Regions from separate parts of the Xenopus laevis genome. Here region 1 is linked to region 2. The links are chromatin contacts, called in public Hi-C maps. All regions are on one chromosome and are shown on one strand. Each heading gives the region's core, a stretch centred on a gene start, on an enhancer-like site or on the middle of the called end of the contact. The rest is flanking DNA. Distances are from core to core; before and after follow the strand shown. Region 1 overlaps fancc.L (FA complementation group C L homeolog). Region 2 overlaps LOC121394205 (aminopeptidase O-like).

Evidence for each region. A called contact is a pair of places that touch in the nucleus more often than the background predicts.
Region 1: a Hi-C map of the XTC cell line shows a contact between it and region 2, with 3 times the contacts expected there. The contact joins two enhancer-like sites. A contact is called at or near these places in 2 of 4 Hi-C or Micro-C datasets (the XL177 cell line and the XTC cell line).

What each region holds. Positions count from the first base shown.
Region 1 is chr1L:146,765,590-146,768,583 of Xenopus_laevis_v10.1, forward strand. It overlaps fancc.L (FA complementation group C L homeolog), which reads right to left. Exons shown (of 13, transcript NM_001171869.1): 9 at 434-533. Among protein-coding and RNA genes, the nearest start is that of fancc.L, 46 kb to the right of the region's middle. Within about 2 kb of position 1,317, at least 1 of the 7 cell types and tissues checked has an H3K27ac peak or open chromatin away from gene starts, as enhancers often do.
Region 2 is chr1L:146,651,649-146,654,355 of Xenopus_laevis_v10.1, forward strand. LOC121394205 (aminopeptidase O-like) reads left to right here. Exons shown (of 15, transcript XM_041564512.1): 11 at 1,685-1,747. Among protein-coding and RNA genes, the nearest start is that of fancc.L, 160 kb to the right of the region's middle. Within about 2 kb of position 1,448, at least 5 of the 7 cell types and tissues checked have an H3K27ac peak or open chromatin away from gene starts, as enhancers often do.

The sequences.
Region 1 (2,994 bases), core at 67-2,566, 110 kb after region 2:
AGTGACATTTAGGGCAGAGAAACGCTGCTATTTCGGGAGAATAGTCAACCAGTGAAAAATTGCTTCTTCTTCAGGTGACTAACCTCCCCAAACTGCCTTCCCGCCGGCGATTTACATTCTAGCTTTGGCTTTCTGAAGTCACCCGAAGTTTCCTCGTGAGGCAACATTCGGACGATTTTGGAAAATGAAGTGTTCCGAGTGCCATCATGCGGCGATTTACATTCTAGCCGGTGGGAAGGCAGTTTGGGGAGATTAGTCGCCCGAAGAAGCAATTTGTCGATGGCCGACTAATCTCCCTAAATAACAGCGTGTGTCTCTGCCCTAAGTCTGATGTTGTCCCCATTCACAGAGCAACAGGGGACAATGAAAAGGTTTGATGAGCATGGAAATTATGTACGCCCGCAGGCTTGGTCACCCATAACTATCATATTACCTGTGTGTTATTCTTCTGGTAAATGTGGATAAATAAATGGGTAAATAACCGTACAACTGTTATAACCTTGATGTTCCCATCACTCTCCAGAATAGCATTCCTGGGTATAAAAAATACTTACATTAAACAGTGCTGTCCAGAAAGGTAAAAAATACCATTATTACTCTTCTAGAAGATTCATGTTTCCTGCTGTATTTCACAGTTACTGCAATGGCATTTTCCAATAAATCAAAGAATGTAGGTGCTAATGGGTAATGTAATAGAAGGTCTAATAATCCAAGGCATCCAATCTTCAGGTAGCATTTACTGGTCATTTGTTTGAAAGGAAACATCTGTGGAATACTAGATCTCAGGCAAACACTGCGCCTTTTATTACATAACTATATTTGTCTCAAAGATCTAAATAAAAACACTAGAAAACCCAAGACTTTCAGATAATTATAATGCTTTTTTTTCTAGTAACACATGCACTTGTTTAAATAAATATGGAGTCATAGGCCACAGGTCACAGAAAGGACACACGCATATGCAGTCATACTGCTCAAAGAAAATATTTCAATATGAAATAAAAAAGTTTTCCCCATCTCACCATGACATACTAATTATAAAATGATTTTACATCATCTTCAATGAACCAGTTCACTTCTATGTCTGCTAAATCTAGCACAAGGACTGACTAAACTTAAAAACCGCAGGGTGACAATTTTTCCCGTCCCTGAAACACTACTAGACATTTCCCGACTGGTTTATTCTGACACTTTCAGCAATGATTTACCATAACAAGAGGACCATTTAGCAGACAAGTCAATTACAGGTTTGTCAAAGATTTATGTATATATAGTCCATATAACATTAAAAAATGCAGCACGACATGAGCGTTCATTTGCACTTTTTTACTGCATCTAGACTAGGTCACTTAGAAAGTAAGCCACCCAGTGGATAATTCAGGGCATTGCTGGCACTTCTTTTAGTACACTAATGATAACTTTAGGAATATACAGATTTACAAACCAGAAATTTGTGTGTTGCTTAAGTTAACATTTGGCTGCAACTAATACACTCATGCTGTGAGACACTGACAGATTTTATCTGCTCTAATTGGTTGATTCCAGCATGGAAGCATTTACATCTTAAAAACTATGGGGGACACCTGGTTTTTTTATGCAATTAGAACTTGCCTCCAAGCCTGGAATTCCCTGCTTTGAGGCCACTGGGAGTAATAAATATCCAAGGGATTGGGGAGCAACATGTTGCTCGCGAGCAACTGGTTGGAGATCACTGGCCTAGAGGCACGGAAATGAGCAGGGAGCATGGGAGCTTCATTTTATTACCCAGTAGTACTACATCATAGACTCTAAGAGCTGTGGCACTTAAAGATTTAATTGGCTGTTTGTTTTTTAAAAATGTATTTTAAAAAGTTCAAAAACAAAGCAGACAGGTTTTTCATTTAATGTTTTGTTTTAATTTCTATAACATTATTTACTTTTAGCCAGTCTATGTGTTGCTATTAGAGTTATATGCCTCCTTTGTAGCCATTTAACTACTGTACCATACTGTGCCCTTGTTTGTGCCCATTGCATTGTAAAGCATTACATACTCAAATCATATCCCTTAATTAACCAATTGAAGGAAATTCTCCACCCTATAAAACCTATAATAGGTATTTCTATCCCTTAATGAATACTCACTTAAAAAATAGCATGATTATGGAATTTTGTTTAGTTTTAATGCCTAAAAAAATAAATAATTCATAGCAGCATCAGCAGTTGGTGCAATATCAAATAAACTGTAATCTCTAGGAGTTTGCGCTTGGTCTCTATAAAGCCATTCAAGTTGCATAAAAATACAATATACTCAAACCAAATTACTGTAAGAATTAAATAAAGTTGGCGGAGGATGATAGTTTAATCCAAGCACTATGTACACTTGTAGTGCTATATAGATATATACAATACAGGTAAGGGCAGAGACGGACACTAAAATATGGGGAGATTTAGCCACCTGGCGACTAATCGCCTCTTCTTCGGACGACTAATCTCCCCGAAAACCTTCCCGCCCTAACATGAGGCAAATACGGGCGACTTTGGAGAACGAAGCACTCCGAGTGCCATCCTGCCATCCTGCCGGTGATTTAGATTCTAGCCGGCGGGAAGGCTGTTCGGGAAGATTAGTCGCCCGAAGAAGAGGCGATTAGTTGCCGGGCAAATAAATCTCCCCAAAGTGCTTGCCATCTGAGTTTATCAAGATAAAGGATCTTTTTGAATTTGCATTACCTTTCCTTAAGTCCACTAAAAAACAACTCTACAGGAAATGGTCTTCCTCTTATCCTGCTCTTTCTGGATATATTTCCAGTTAATACAATACAAGAACAATCTAACTTTTCCAAAACTGGGGAGCTCACTTCAGAAGCCAGAGAAACAGGCACCACCGAGAGATGAGATTTTTTAATTCTATATGGCTGCTGTACATCTAGGCATATCAGATCAATCAAAGCATGTATGTGCCCAAAAGGAAGATTGTGATCTGGCATTAGATCTTTATTGGGCACTGTAGATCACAGC
Region 2 (2,707 bases), core at 198-2,697:
ATTCTTTCCTTTTAATAACATCGGTGTTAAATATTATTTACTGGCCAGCTGGCAACCATTGCCGTAATAGACGTTTTGTGACCCCCATTAGCAGCTGTTTGGGGTGTATCACTTTGCAGCAAATAATGGCTAGTGTTAATGGCTCTAAAGTGGAGCCGGAATCCTTCACCCCAAGGGATGGTTGGTGGCTTAAATGGGATCCTGTAAAGGCTTGCCACATGGTGACAAAGCTCAGGCAGAATTGACTGCATTTTATCTGGGTGTTTTTTTGTGTTTTATATCATCTTCTTTCTAGTCAGTGAAGGAAAGCTGCTTGGTAGTGATGGGCGAATTTCTTCAGTTTCGCTTCGCCACAAAATTCGCAAAATTGTTAAATTCAGAAACTTCACGAATAAAACGTGAAATTCGAATGGTTTCAGGAAAAAATCGTGCAATTCTAAAGTTTTCACTAAAAAAATAGAGCAATTCGAATGTTTCACGAAAAAAATGAGCAATTCGTACGTTCTCACTAAAATCGAGCAAATTCGAATGGTTTCACTAAAAAAAATCGGAAATTGACGCTGGTGAATTTTCGTAGGAGATTCGTGAGTTTATTCGCCGGCAGCTGTAAATTTGTGCCAGTCTAATTTATTCGCCCATCACTACTGCTTGGGTAAATCACTTGTTTCTTCTGAAAACCTGCATTTCTATCCAGAAACCCGTTAGCCAGAAAGTTCCAAATTTTGGGGAGAGGCTATTACCCATAGTCTCCGTGTTAATCAAATAATTCAAATATTTAAAAATGATTTCCTTTATCTCTGTAATAATAATAATAATAAAACAGGGTGGTATACGTGATCCAAGCTAAGATATAATTAATCAACAATCCTATTGTGTTTAAATAAGCGTTAAAATATTTTTTTTAGGAAACTTAAGGTATGGAGATCCCAACTATAGAAAGACCCCTTATCCGGAAAACACTAGGTCCCGAGCATTCTCGATAACAGGTTGTACTAGATATCTTGCCCTGCAAGAAACAAGAATCTTGGCACAAACAAGGGTAACAGAATGAAAACAAGGGCTGGAAATTCATGCTCACAAGAGCTTACAGTCTGTTTGTGTGGTATATTGTTACAAGAACTCTGATTCGAATAAAGGTAGTACGTTCCTGTCCTTGCACGAAATTCCGTGTGTTTTTTTAACGATAACACGATGCACTGTGTGTTACTAGTTTAACCAGTACCATCTAGAGATAAATGCTGCTGCTGTTCTCTGTGACAGAGCAGATCCAAGTACATATTACGGGGGGAGTGAGGTACCTCAGGGCTCAGGATCAGAACCGTGAAAAGTGTTTGTGGCTGAAGAAGAATAAGCGTTGCCGGGAAAGCCCATACCTCCAGCCCACTGTATTGGGCAGGCTCCTCCCCAGCCGCAGAAGCCAGGGCTGGAGGTGTTTCATTTCCTAAGGAGACACAGTTAGTGCGCACAGAGAGTAGTATGAGAGTGGAGGTGCCTCCCCAGCAGCGCCACATGGTGCCTGCCAGTTCCCTGTCGGACATGCACATTAGGCAATGAACGGATGGGGATGAAGTCCAGCAGCAGCTGCAGCAACGGGCGGCCGGACTTTGAGCCTGCGCCTGGGGGAGTTCTGATGGAGAGTTCGAGTCCATGCGCATCTTATTGTTGCTTCTTTCTCTTTCTGTAGCCCTTGCTGGAGGAAAGCCAGACTTGGAAAGGATGCCGACTGGTTCAGCAAGTGAATGAAGAGGTAAGAATGTGTCTGCTGTACTTCCCTTACCTGTTGCACCCTGCCTTGTGCCTACTGGAAGCTCCCAGCCCTCGCATGCACTGAGCACCAGTACTCTTCTTTTTAATGAACTTTCTACAAAGCACACCTTCTCTTCATTGACAGTGGATGGGAACTTTAAGCATCTCTGGTTGAAATAAAAAGCCACCTTATTGCACCTTGCTCAGCATCACCAAAGGAATCAATTAGAAGATAAGGAAAGGGTGTCAGGGATATCCTTTGTCTGCCAAAAGAATGCAGGTAATTTCCCTCCTGCCACGCAGAACTCCCATTTATTCTGGAGGGTACAAAAGGGGGAACTCTGTTCTATATTGTCTGCATCACCGTGCCTTTAACCCTCTGACAGCCGGAACAGCTGCAGTCCATTTTGAGAAATAAACTTTCATAGACTTTGATCTACTAAAATGTTAAGTAACTTAGAGGGTTGTAATAGATTCCCCCCTTTTTTTTGCAATCATCCTAGTTTTTATGTTCCTTCTCCCCAATTTACTCACCCCCTCCCCACTGCAATTGATATTCTGCTAGAAATTCCCGATTAATTCCAGATTAATATGCTGAACATCAGTAAAGTGAAACCGAATGAGTCTCCTTTGTTAAACTACAGTACTTTAGGTGCCATGTGGGAGTATTACAACAAGCTGTGCGAGGTGGGTGGGGCAAATGGTAAATTATTTATGCTCTACTTGCATCCTAATTAAATATTAATCACATAATACATTCTGATTTATGAAAGCTAATTTGAGTTCTAGTACAATTTATCATATTCTGCATAATATTGAGAGAATAAATGACAACTTCATTCGAAGTATTTTCGGGAATGTTCTTTCAGAGAATATCCAGTTATTTTCCATCCAGTAAAGCAATGGAAAAATGTATGTATAGCCTCGTTTTTGTAGTTCTTTACTCTGACCATCTGCACCC